Linked DNA regions of Gossypium hirsutum: region 1 is linked to region 2. Evidence: chromatin contacts called from public Hi-C data. All regions are on one chromosome and are shown on one strand. Each heading gives the region's core, a stretch centred on a gene start, on an enhancer-like site or on the middle of the called end of the contact. The rest is flanking DNA. Distances are from core to core; before and after follow the strand shown. Region 1 holds the start of LOC107955016 (FRIGIDA-like protein 3). Region 2 holds the start of LOC107955008 (mediator of RNA polymerase II transcription subunit 19a).

Region 1 (6,514 bases), core at 3,552-6,051, 150 kb after region 2:
TCAACTTGTAACTGGGTTAACATTTACTGTATAAAAAATATCTCGAAAATCCCTTACATTTTGGAATAAGTTACGATGTTTGGATTTTTACATTTAGCTCATCTCGTAATCTCACATTATGGTCATCTCGTAATATAGGGTGTAATCTCATTACAGCCTCTTTCTTAGGTAATCTAAGATTATAGGTGGAGTCTGAATTTTAAAACAAAATTACCCTCTATTTTTATTATATTTATCAATATAATCCTTTTATGATACTTTAAGACAAAAATCAACATATCTATTTTTTTCTTCTATTTTTCTCTCGCAAGTTTGAAAACCAAAATCCCTAACATTCTACTCCCAATTTTAATTTCACATCCTCTAAGGCATTCACCCTCGTCTCCAATTAGGTAAGTTTAATATTTTCAATTTCTAATTTTGTCTTCATATTACTTTGTGATGTATTGCATTGAGAGATTTTTTTATTATTTTCAATACCTATTGTAGGCTTCGTGTTTGTTGATTGTTATAGATTTTTTCAATTTATGTTGTAGGTTTCATGTTTGTTGAATTATTGTGTTTTTTGATTGTTATGAATTTTCTCTTTTTCTTTTTTTCTTTTTTTAAGAAAGGTTCTCTCTATTGCTATGAATCATTATTTAATTAATTAAGAGTATATAGAGAGATAGGTAGCAATAGGAGACCTTGTACAATGGTCACCATTGCCATCTTTCTTTGTGTTGTATTGTTTGTAAGTTCAATTAACTTTCTTAAATTTCTTTTTGCTATGAATTTAAATTCTTTTATCAAGAGTAATTGCTAATACTTATCTGATTAATTTAATATTATTTTTATAGATTAAATTCCGAAGCTTATTTGCTTTGTTGTTTGTAATTTAAATTATTGTTTCGATAGAAAATTTCACTAAAGTCATAGCTTTCACTCAAGTTCTTTTTTTTCTCTCCAGGATTTTAGGTTTTTTCCCAACTATTAAAATTATATCAATTTGATGGACTAACTTGCTTTTTAGCGTCTACTTAGTAGTTGACTTAATTATTTGGTTAATTGGTCTATATTTTATAATAAGGACAATAGTAAATTTTATTTTTAGATAATCTTAACTTTTGTCTATCAAACACTTCAGTTTTACATCCTAGTCAAATGAACAAAATAAGATAATTTCACATTCTACTCGTAGCCTTATATTATTATAATCCTATTATGAAATGTAACCTAAGATTTAGTGAACCAAACACCTCCTAAATATTAAGATCTTTCTTGTAAATTTTTTCCAAAAACTAGATGGAAATGCTATGGACCTCCTAGTTGGAAAAAGAAAACACTGCAAATAAAAATACAAAATTTTGGCGAAGGATTAATAAATTTGAAGTTTTCTAGTAAGTTCTTTCAAAATTACTTTTTAATGATTAAAATTATTTTAATATTTTTTTGGTGAAAAAAATAAATTAATTACAAAGGTCTACTCAAATCTAAAGGAATCTCATCAACCAATTGAAGATCCTCATTTCTATCAAAAGCTCACTTACAATAAAATGAGCTTTCAGGTTCATTTCTTGAGAAATATATTCAAGCTTCCATTTACCAATATCCATCAAGTTGTGTTGAATATGTCGAATAAGTGCTGAGGGAGATGCCTTTGAGAATGATTCATGAATAGCCTCAATAGCATCCTTGTTGTCTGTTTTGATAGACACTCTATCATAATTTCAATCTTTTGCTATCTTCAAGCCATCTAAGATACCCCATAATTCCACATTTAATACAAAACATCGACCCAAATTCTTGTTGTACCCAATTATCCAACCCCCATATCGATCTCTCAATGCTCCTCCTGTAGAAGCCAACCTAGGGTCTAACTTCATAGTGCCATCCCTATACAGACAAACCCAATTACCTTCCTCATTATCTGATATCCTTATACTCGGTCTTGCAAAACACAAAGACTTTTGTGAATAATTACACTGTATGGCCCAACTGTAGAAATTTTTAATTATCTCATCAACGCTCCACTGACTTCCTTGAAAAATGAGAAGGTTTCGATTCTTCCCAATACACCACACCATCAATCTAAAGAAACACAACCAATCAACATCTCTTAATGAAAGCTTGTATCAATTCTCCAAATCATTTTAATATTATAAATAAGTGTTAGATATAATGATAAAACACACTACATCCTCAACGAGAGACAGTTACGAATTCAAACATAAAAGTTGTTGAAGTTGGGTCTAGAAATGAAAGACTGAAATTACACCAAAAGTCGAATTAGATGTTTTAATAAAAGAATATTATTGGGCCAAGCCCAGGTCGCTGAAAATATTCAGACAAGACCTTTTAATCGTCGGTGCAATATTCTAAATCCGAACATGTTTCAAATCTTTGTCTGAGTCGAATGTTGACTCAACTTTAAGAGCACTCCTCAACCTCACTAACTCCCCACCATTTACAGATAACTTTACAACGAAGCGAATATTCCATTTTTTAAAATTTCCAACAGAAGAAAGAGCAGAGTGCTCCAGGAATAAAAAGCAAGAGAGATGGCTTTACAGTGTGTCCATCAGATTCTCGTTGAACTGCGTCGGATTTATACTGAAATTATGTACTAAAACATTAAATTATTTAATATTTTCTAAAATATTCATTAAGTCTTTAAATAAACAGCAGAATAGGCCACATAAATCTCTTAAAATTTAGACCAATCATTGTAGGTTGAACAAACCGTTAGTTTATTAAATAAATTATATTGTTTTTAAAATATATTTAAATCCAATCAAAATTATGTAGTATTTATATTTAACAAAAAGTTATATATTTTAGTATTTAAAGATAACAATGTTAATTTTCTAGTATTTAATTCCATATTTACGGTTAATTTGATAAAAATTTATTATTAATAATATTGGGTTTGAATTTTTATTAATAGAATAAATTTAAATTTTTATTGTGAATTTGTTTAAAATTTGTGTTTAATTTATTAGAACGAAAATTATATTTTTCAAATTTTAAAATTAAATTAAATTAATTGTTAATTATGAATTTTTATTAAATTAACTATAAAACTCTAATTAAATATAAAAAAAGTTAACACCATAAGTTTCTCTTGCTAAATATGAATACTTACATTAAAATAAATAAATTACCTAGTTGGTCACCTAAATTTTAGGGCACTTTCATTTTGATCATCCAAAATAAAATTGTTACAATTTCGTCACTCAACTTTTAAGGTGCTTTCATTTTAGTCACCCAATCGTTGAATCTCTAACGCCAGTTAACTATACACGCCATATCATGTTCACACTTCCATTTTGGTCACAAAAAAAAACATATTTTCTTTTAAGTATTGATCGAGGTAAAAAAATTAAGGATTAAAGTAAAAAAATGATAGAAACTAAAATAATGCATTAAAACATTGTCAAATTGTACTTGTTTATCACATTTATGAAAGTTCTAATTTTTTCAAAATTGGAATTTTAAATTTCAAAAAATAGAACTCAAGTTAACCAATTTGTTACTGTAATATTGAAATCAATTAAATTAATCTCCTCCTAAATTTTAAAATTTTATTTTATATTTCCATATTATTCTTAATTAAATCAACTCGATAACTCATATTTAATAATTGTCTATGAAACATAAATTTCTTTTGATTATATAATCTCGAATTTTTCACCAAAAGCAAAGAAAAATCATTGCAATTAATTAAATTAAGTGCTTGTTCTTCGTTTGGGTAACAAAAGTGATGAAAAATTATGGGTTTTGCTTGGCATGAAATATTAATTAATTAATTAAATTAATTGTAAGAACTTTTCTTTACTTTTTGCTTAATATGAAAAACTCGAGACCATATAATTAAAAGAAATTTGAGTTTCATGTACAATCATTAAAGATGATTTATTTGAGTTGATTTTAATTTAGAAACATAAAATAAGATTTTAAGATTTAAAAGGATACTAAATTAATTGATTTAATTAATTATAATATTATAGTAACAAATTGTTTTGCATTGTCAATAGATACAATATTTTCAATAACTTATTTAGCCGATTTCGATGTTTTGAAATTTAAAATTTCAATATTGAAAAAAAATTAGAACTTCTGGCAATGAGGTAAACAAGTAGAATTTGACAAATTTTAAAGCATTATTTTAGTTTGTACCTTTTTTCACTGAAATCCTTAATGTTTTTTTACCCCGATCAATATTAAAAAAATATATTTTTTGAGTGACCAAAATAAAAGTGCGAACATGATATGACATGTACAATTTAACCGTTGTTAAAGATTTAATGGTTAAATGATTAAAATAAAAACATCCTAAAAATAGAGTGACGAAATTGTAAGAATTTAATTTTGAGTGGTCAACTAAATATCTTACCCTTAACAAAACACAAATTTTGCATTAAAAAAAATTAAACTCAAATATTTAAGGGTATATTAAGCTTTATTTTCCCCAAAAATTTAACTCGACTAATGCCAGTTACATTTAAAGTTGAAATGACACCTCATTTGTTTAGTTCAACCATATTTAAATGAAACATTAAAATAATAAACAAAATTTATTTCAACAATATTGTTATAAGTTCAAATCATATCTGTTCTTTGACATAATATTTAAAACTATCCAAAACCCTTTGTCAACTCATAAATAAAAGGATAATTCGATTCAACACACATAAATCTATGTCTCCATGTATTGATAATAATACTCGTGTCAATTGAGCTAATCCTTAATCTAAAATAATCAACAATTTTGAATTTAAGTAAGTTTTAATGTCTGAAATTGAATGAAGTGAATAATCCCATTCTCAATAAATGCTGAATAAAATAATGATAAAGGAAAAGAGGGAAAAAACACTATCTTTTAGCTTTCGTTTCATTTAGTCTCTCTTTCTTTCTCTCTCTAGTGATTAAAGGATAGGTAGCAGCCACAAATATCCACTATCCCAAAACACCAAACCTTCTTTGAAAAAAAGAGGAAACAAAAAATGGAGTGATTAATTCGAATCTTTATCGAATTAGGACACTTTGTTACCCCATTTCCGTTTGAATCAATCAGGTAATTGTCTCTCTCCCTCGCTATTTCTTTCTTTTCCCGTCGTTTTCACTCTCTTCTCCGGATCGGCACTTTCTTCCTTTTTTTTTAACCCGTCATAAAAAAATTAAAAATCCCTCTTTTTTCTCTTCAAATCTGTTTAATTTTTCTTCACTTCGGGAAATGTGTTTTTGAACTGCCAAAACTCGTCTACTTCTTTTGTTCCCTTTCGTCTGCAGCGAAAAATTCGCTGTTCTGTTCTGATCATGTCCTTTATTTTTAGGTTAGGTGATCTGTGCTTGTTTTGGGTTTACGATCTTTGGGTCGTTGGTATCTTTCTGTGATTTCGGAACTTGTAAAATCACTGGTGAGAGTGGCTACGTTTTACTGGAAAACTGCACCTTTCTGATTAGGCTTTCTAGGGTTAAGTTGGAGCTCTCATTTTTGTGCCTTGATCGCTTAGTTATAATATTTGTTCTAAAGTTTAACTTGTGGGTTTTCTACTCAAGGAATAAAGGAATGTTTACTTTGAACTTAATGATGCTGAAGTTTTGAGTGATAACTATGGTAATTATATTTGGAAATATGTTAATCTGTTTTATTATTATTGATGGAACTGAACTTCTTTTAAGTGGTCCTTATTAAGTTAGGATATTTTAGAATTGGGAAATAGATAAAGGTAGGAAAAGCTTTGATTTGCTGAAACTTATTATCTTCCAAAAGGGAGCTTAGATCATTGTGATCTGTTTATGGAAAGTATTTATTACCGTGAGAGGATTACTAGAACTCTTTTTGTGGATTAACATTTATTGTTTGGGGGTGAAATTTTGTTCTGATTCAAAGTAAATTTGTTGCTTTTGAATTTCTATTGCTTTATTTGGTTATTAACTTATTACTATTTTCGCGGACAATGTTGGATTCTTTGAAATGAAAATGTGTTTACTTATATTGAACTTTATCTTCCCTGATATTTAATTAATATTTTTGTTTTCCGTTTACCTTTCCCTTTTGCTACAACAAGATTAGAGAAGGATTTTGTACTCTAGAAAATCTGTTTGGTTCTATATTCTCTCTCTACTGCTGCAGTGGGGGGTCCAATCCTGGCTGATGTCTTTCTCTTTCAGGTTTTTTGTCATGGAAGATAAGCAGTCGGTTGCAACACTCATAGACTCAACAACTACTAAGATACAGCAGCTTCAGAAAGCATTTGCTGAACTTGAAAGTCATCGTGCTGTAACACTTAATCTGAAATGGAAAGAACTTGAGGAACATTTCCATGGGCTTGAGAAGTCCTTGAAGAGACGCTTCCATGAATTAGAAGACCAAGAAAAGGAGTTTGAGACAAAAACTAGGAAATCTCGAGAAATGTTGAAGAAGCGTGAAGCTGCTGTTGTTGCTAAAGAACAAGCTTCACTAGTGAGGTTACAAGAAAAGAGAGATGCTGCTGTTTTTGCCATTAGTAATGCTCTAGAAAAGCATAGG
Region 2 (6,860 bases), core at 2,329-4,828:
GCAAAACTAGTGGGAAGAATTTCATAGTTTTTCATTAGTAACTTATTATTTTGCTTAGCCACTAGAAGGTATGAGATCATTCGAAAATACTTTTGAAGTCATTTTCACAATATTGCTACTACAGGAGCACATAAGATATTTCAATCATATAGTGTAATGTATTCCTTCGGGGAATGTATATAATACAAATACATGAGTATCTCATGTTATTTATATTTATGATTTTAATGTAAAACACATGAAGGTTTTATTCAACATATATCTTCTTGATCTGAAAATTAATATTATATTTTATAAAATTTTGCATCATAAGGAGCTAAAATATAAGTTCTTAAAGAGCTTTTTATAGTTTGATGCAATATTAGCTCTTTAGGAGCATATAATCATTTTATTGTATAACCTTAATGAATGTTTAATTTAGTTTAAATAAAATTTTATTTGTTCATATAAAAATAAAATGAATAGGTATAAATAAAACATATATTAAACGTAACAAATAATAAATTCATGTCACTAATATAAATAATTGTGATTAGATAATATATATTTTATATATCATACCACAATAAAATACAAAATATTATAATGTCAAATTAAAATAACTTTATAGCTATAAAAGTTTAAACATAAACATTTTCTAACATCCACCTCTTATAACATAATTTCATCTCAAATTTTACAATGATATGAAATTATCACAGAAATGGTGAATATCTCAAAATTCATGACAAGTAAGTATTTTTGCTCACATTCCGCAATAATAATATATCTTAATCAAAATCAAAATTAAACCAATCAATTATATTAAAATTGAAAAAATATTTATCTCCACATAAAAATCCCAATAACTAAATGCGTGAAGAGTTTTATAAATTCATAGAGATACGAATAGTGAATTATATAAATTGAACATTTTAATAGAATTTAAATCAAATTTCAAAAGAAGTTGATTAGATTGACTTATGTTACCATGAATGAGAAGTAGTGATTATAAACATCCTTTATAATGAAGAAAAAGAGATCATCCCCAAGCAAATATCAAAAAGTAAACTTTGAGAGTGAACCTTACTTCTCGATTTCATATAGATAATGATATCAAATCTTTCACCATTTGTAAAAACTTTGCATATTGCCGTCAAAGATATTGAAAATTATGAAGAATAAATTTGATTGTCGATAAAATGAACAATCACTTTGAGCAAGATTGTGCTAATAACGTGTTATAAAATAAAGAGAGATAAAGAGACTAAAGAACAAAAAAAAAAGGGAAGCAATAGAGAATGCATTTTATTGATCAAAAAAGATGATTACAATGCTTCACCAGAGTCTCTATTTATAGGCATAAGAAGTATAAAAGAAGTAGAGATCTAATTTTAATAACTATTAGAATTTAAAGTATATTAAAATTTTATATTGATCATGATGGATATCTACTTAATAAATTTTATATTGATCATGATGGATATCTACTTAATAAGATATTCATAACAAAAATCATATTTTTTTTATTTTCTAATTTTTATTTTCATTTTTCAAAAATCAATTTCAAAAAATTTAACCAAACATGTTTTCTTCACTATTTTTAATTTTCTATTTTCCAATAAAAATGAAAATAAAAAAGATCATTATTTCTTGAAACCAAACGCACCCTAATATTTTTTGTTATTTGATGATTCTGTGTAACATATTTTTCATTGTTTAGCAAATTTTCTTAAAATCTTTTTTTGAAACTTATTTTCAGTTAAATAAATACAACATATTTTTTTACAAAATATTATAGAAGTATTCCCTTTAACAATAATAATTTATTTTATAATAATAAGATCATTTATAGACATAATAATAATCAATATCTAATTAAAATTTAATTTGAAGTTACATATATTATATATATCTATATGAGAGCAAAAAGTGACAAATTGGAGCTAGAAGTGATAAAAAAAATTTTAAGTAGGATTTAAACAAGTAACCGTATTTATATTATTAAAATATTCATATTTTATACTATAGAATATTTATTATTAAATAGTTATGAATTTAATATATATTTATTATTAAAATATTAATATAATTTTTTTCAATAAAATATTAAGAATATTACTCAAAATTTAAAATTATTATTAATGTTAAAATTTTTTATTAATTTAAAATCATAATATTAAATAATTTTATTAAAATATTAAATTATGTTAATAAATTATTATACTATTAAATATAAATATATACATTTAAAGATATTGAAAAATGCCAATAATCTTTTGACCTAGTGACAAGAGTATTTGTGTCATAGCATGAAAACTTAGGTTTAATCTTTGGCAACACCAACCTTACCCACAATTATAAAAAATCTTGAAAATTATAATATATAATTTTAAAATTTTAAATAATTTTGTAAAATTAAAATTTTCTTATTAATATAATAATATTGTACTTTATTCAAGTTAATTTTATATAAAAATGAGTTACTCATAAAAAATTGTTTTTTTGAAAATTACTTATGTTTTTTAATAGGAGAAGTCATTTTTAGACCAAAATAACTTATTTTTTGTTGACCAGTAATTTTTTTCTGTTAACTAAGTTATTTTTCATAAAATAAAGACAATAATATATAAAAAATATTTTTCATAAAACAAACAAAATGTATAAAGAGTTAGTATTTGAGTGGCAATATACTTTTTTATTCTACAAACAAAATTTGTCACGTATAACTTTTCTTAAATATTTATTTATTTTTAATGTTTTACTATACTCTTATTTGTCAACTCCCTTGATTGTGGAGTCTAAGAACTCCACTAGAAGTATATCAAATATTATTTCATGTATAAAATATAAATGTATTAAAAGAAAAGGATAAATTACACTCAATATCACAAAACTATTAGTAAGTTTATGCTTTGATTACTCAACTTCAAAAAGTTACAAAATAGTTACTGAATTATTCAAAAGTTTTCATTTAAGTCATAAGGCTATTAAAATCAACGTTGTATGGCCTTCTCTATTTGCATTGTCGACACTAATAAAAAGCTCTCATTTCCTTTCTCTTCTAAAGTTCAATTTTCTTTTATGAAACAATTTTGAATGTTATGAATTCATGAACTAAAATCCAAACAACTTTCTTCTTCAATCTCCAATATTGATCGCTAGATCAACTTGAATCTAAGGTATATTTTTGTACTTGTCAATAGGTATTGATTTACCTACTAATCGTCGAATTGTTGCTTGGAACAAGCTAGCTAGACTTTACAAAAAAAAAAAAGCTTAACAATCCAATAGCTTAAATAAAAATTTTCAAATAGTTCAGTGATTTAAATGAAATTTTTTGAATAGTTTAACTATCATTTTGTAATATTTTAAAGTTAAGTTACTAAAATATAAATTTATTAATAGTTTAGTGACTTTAAGTCCAATTACTAAAAAAACAAAAGGAAAAAATTTCCCACATTTTTGGCTGGGGTCCCTCGTCGTGCGAGTGTGTAGAGAAAAACATTGGCAAGCGTGGAATTACCCGATTCACCCGACGCTCTTCGATCCCACCCTAAAAACAAAAACTATTATAGTAATAAAAAAATTAAAAAATAAATAAACAAATAAGGTAACTAAACACCCCGAGATCCAGAGAGCGAAGCTACGGACCCCAAAAACCTCAGAGGTAAAATTTATTAGCATCGTCGTTCGTCTCCTTCCAAACCCTAGAAAAGTACGACTTTCTTCTTTTAGAACTCTCTCGAACTTTCTCTGATCTACCATCTCTTTCCTTCCACTCCCTTCCCTTCCGTCCTTTTTCTCCCTCTCTTGGTTTCGCTGCTCAATTTCTTCTCCTTTCCCCTTTTCTTTGTTTTAAAATTTGTGCGGTTTTGATTTTTGTTTGGATTTGGTAATTTTTTACTGGTAGAAAAGCGTGAGGAGTGAGTTGAGTAGAAGAAGAGAAAAGGAACTTCGAAATTTTGTGCTTTGCTTTCCCGTGATCTGAAAAAAGTAACACGGCGAACTTGCGATTTCATGTTTGAGGTATTCTTGATTTCTTCTTTTTCTTCTTCCCCTCTAATGTTTTTATTTTAAATTTTGCAATGGTAAATTATGATTGGGTTTTCTTTCTGATTCTTATGTATAGACAATTAGTAATTGTTTGGAAAAATATTCTTTCGGCAGTTATTCCTCATGTCTGTTTTTCTCTCTTGGAAATTTATATATGTCCTAAGATTCCGAGAAAAAAAAATCTGTGGAAGTGAGAAATTGAGAAAAAATTGCGAACAAATTATTTTAAATCTGTAATTCTGGTGTCTAAATTTGCTTGAACCAGTAAAGAAATAACCTTTATCAATGCTTCTTATTTCCACATAACCAATTAATGATCCACACATAACAAATTTAGAGGAAACTAAACTGGAAATTCTTGGAGTTAAGGTATTATTCTACATGAGGGTAATTTCAATTTCTCAGTGCACCTGAAACTGCCATCGCTTGAAAACTCTCTTTAAATTATGACTATTAACTAGGCATTTAGAATTTATTTTTAAAGTTACATATGCTATTATTTGGCTTGCTTAGGAAATTAATGCTAAGGTATTCTCAAAAGTTGAGCTGTTAGTGGGCCAATTGCTTCCTACTGGATCCAATCATGAACCTCTATTGATATGTTTAATGTAAATATTAATTCTGCGTTTGCCTCCATTTTGCTTTTTGAATTGAAATCAAAGGGTTATATGGTTACCAAGTTGGCCTTTATCGGTTTCTCTTGGCATATCTTTCACCCTACTGCACATATTTTGGTACTAGTTATATAATTGAACATAAATAAAATTGTAAGAAAGATGAGGGCAAAGAGATTTAATTGCTGCACTGGGGAAGCATATTTGATGTGAAAGTTGGCTTTGGAACTTGAAATTTGTAAGATGCTTGTTTTACATGCCTGCCACAGAAGGTGAACAAATTGGAAAAAAGGATGTACTGACTAGGTTTTGTATGCTTTTTTATTTTTAATATGCAAGACCCTTCTGCACTATAGGGCAGGCTGCCTGTGATGATTATGCTTAACTTACTGAAGATCTACTGTAATCTTTGTTTACTTTTATAGATGTTTTGATTATTCGTGGATGTTTTTCCTGACTTTCGCTAAAAAATGCAGCTGATGATGATACATATTTCATGAATCATTAACTCATGGATCCTGAAGGCAAGAAATTTGGAGGAGGTACTATTGTTTAGAATGTGGATTTTTTATTGCACTCTCTTTGTTTTCATTGCATTTGTTTTTGGATTTGTTCAGTCCATTTGAAGTTTTTGGATTGAAAATTCCTGAGGTAACAGTAATTTCATGTAAAGTTATATGGTATTATTGTTGTTGTTGTTGTTGTTGTTGTTATTGTTGTTGTTATTGTTATTGTTATTGTTATTGTTATATTTCTTTTTCAACTAACAAGAAACTGTTTTCTTTAGGACCGAGGGAACTTAGCGGTGCTGTTGATCTTATAAGTCACTATAAGTTATTGCCTCACCATGACTTCTTCTGCAAGAGACCTCTTCCAGTATCAATCTCAGATACACATTATCTTCATAATGTGGTGGGAGATACTGAAATTAGAAAAGGAGAAGGGATGCAGCTGGACCAGCTTATTCAGAATACATCTCATAACAGAGACTCTAATGTCCGTATACAGCCTTTTGACCTTGATATTCTTAAGGAGGCTTTCCAGCTGAGTGAAACCACTCCTGTTGAATTGCCAGTGGTAAGAAATTTACTGCTTTGAGACTACCCTTATTTAAGTTTTTTAATCTAAAGGGTGGTTCTAGGTATTATGCCATTAATCAGTAAATTGGTAAAAAATTAATGGCCCTATAGTTTATTTTGTTATTTACAATATTTATCTTCAATAGGCATCACTTCTGTTGGAGTTGTTAACCATTTTGTTTATTAGAGTGAAAAAGGGATTCCTACTATTGCTGGGAAGTCAAAGAGTGAAGCTAAAGATAAGGACAGGAAGCATAAAAAGCACAAGGACCGAGATAAGGACAAGGATAAAGAGCATAAGAAGCACAAGCACCGTCATAAAGATAAAGATCGAAGTAAAGATAAAGACAAGGAAAAAAAGAAGGATAGAAGTGGGCATCATGATTCTGGTGCTGATCACTCAAAAAAGCACCATGAAAAGGTTGGAAGTTTGTTACCTCTTACACGTTTTGTCCAGAGTATAGTGGAAAAATGGTTAAAGTCAGTCTGTTAATTTATCCATTCTTTGTTCAAGAATAACATTGTTTCTTTTGAGCTATGCATGGGATGTTTTCTTTTGATCAGTAAAAATAAGCAGTTGTGCTGATCCCGGGAATTAAACTACCGTGGTCTGTGCTCCTGTGCAAGTTTGTATTTTAATTTGTCTTCTGAAAGTATATCAAAAACTTTTATCTTGAAATTAGATTAATTTTAAATGGAATTCCATGTAAAATTCTTTATAATTCATATATTTTCAGAAAAGGAAGCATGATGGAGATGAAGATCTTAGTGATGTTCACAGACACAAAAAAAGTAAGGTAATGCACCTAATTGTGGATTATGCTCTGTTCTGTTGCGTTATGTGGATTATCTTTCATATTTGTGATATGTGTAGCACTAACTCTTCATTTCGTCCTAGAATGGTGCCCATAGACTTTGTCTTCTAACTACTTTCTCATCATGCTTATCAAAGTACGTAATTAATTTGATGCAGCATAAAAGCTCAAAAATTGATGAAGTTGGTGCAATTAAAGTAGCAGGCTGAAAGGGTGGCTCTCTAGTTCATATTGTCTCAGATGGTTTTCAGAGTATGGGAGGGTTTGCTTAATGCTCTCTACATTGGTTGAGGTGAATGTCATATCTCGCTGTTTCA

Evidence for each region. Hi-C and Micro-C count contacts between places; a contact is called where the count stands out from the background.
Region 1: a contact with region 2 is called in a Hi-C map of leaf, with 1.7 times the contacts expected there. The contact joins the promoter of LOC107955016 here to the promoter of LOC107955008 in region 2. A contact is called at or near these places in 3 of 34 Hi-C or Micro-C datasets (all in leaf).

Annotation. Positions count from the first base shown.
Region 1 is chrD07:53,608,235-53,614,748 of Gossypium_hirsutum_v2.1, forward strand. It overlaps LOC107955016 (FRIGIDA-like protein 3), which reads left to right and starts at 4,802. Exons shown (of 4, transcript XM_041097841.1): 1 at 4,802-5,056; 2 at 6,157-6,514. The coding sequence starts at 6,167.
Region 2 is chrD07:53,456,134-53,462,993 of Gossypium_hirsutum_v2.1, forward strand. LOC107955008 (mediator of RNA polymerase II transcription subunit 19a) reads left to right here and starts at 3,579. Exons shown (of 8, transcript XR_005916384.1): 1 at 3,579-3,697; 2 at 3,893-4,008; 3 at 5,126-5,191; 4 at 5,437-5,726; 5 at 5,916-6,149; 6 at 6,466-6,520; 7 at 6,702-6,835.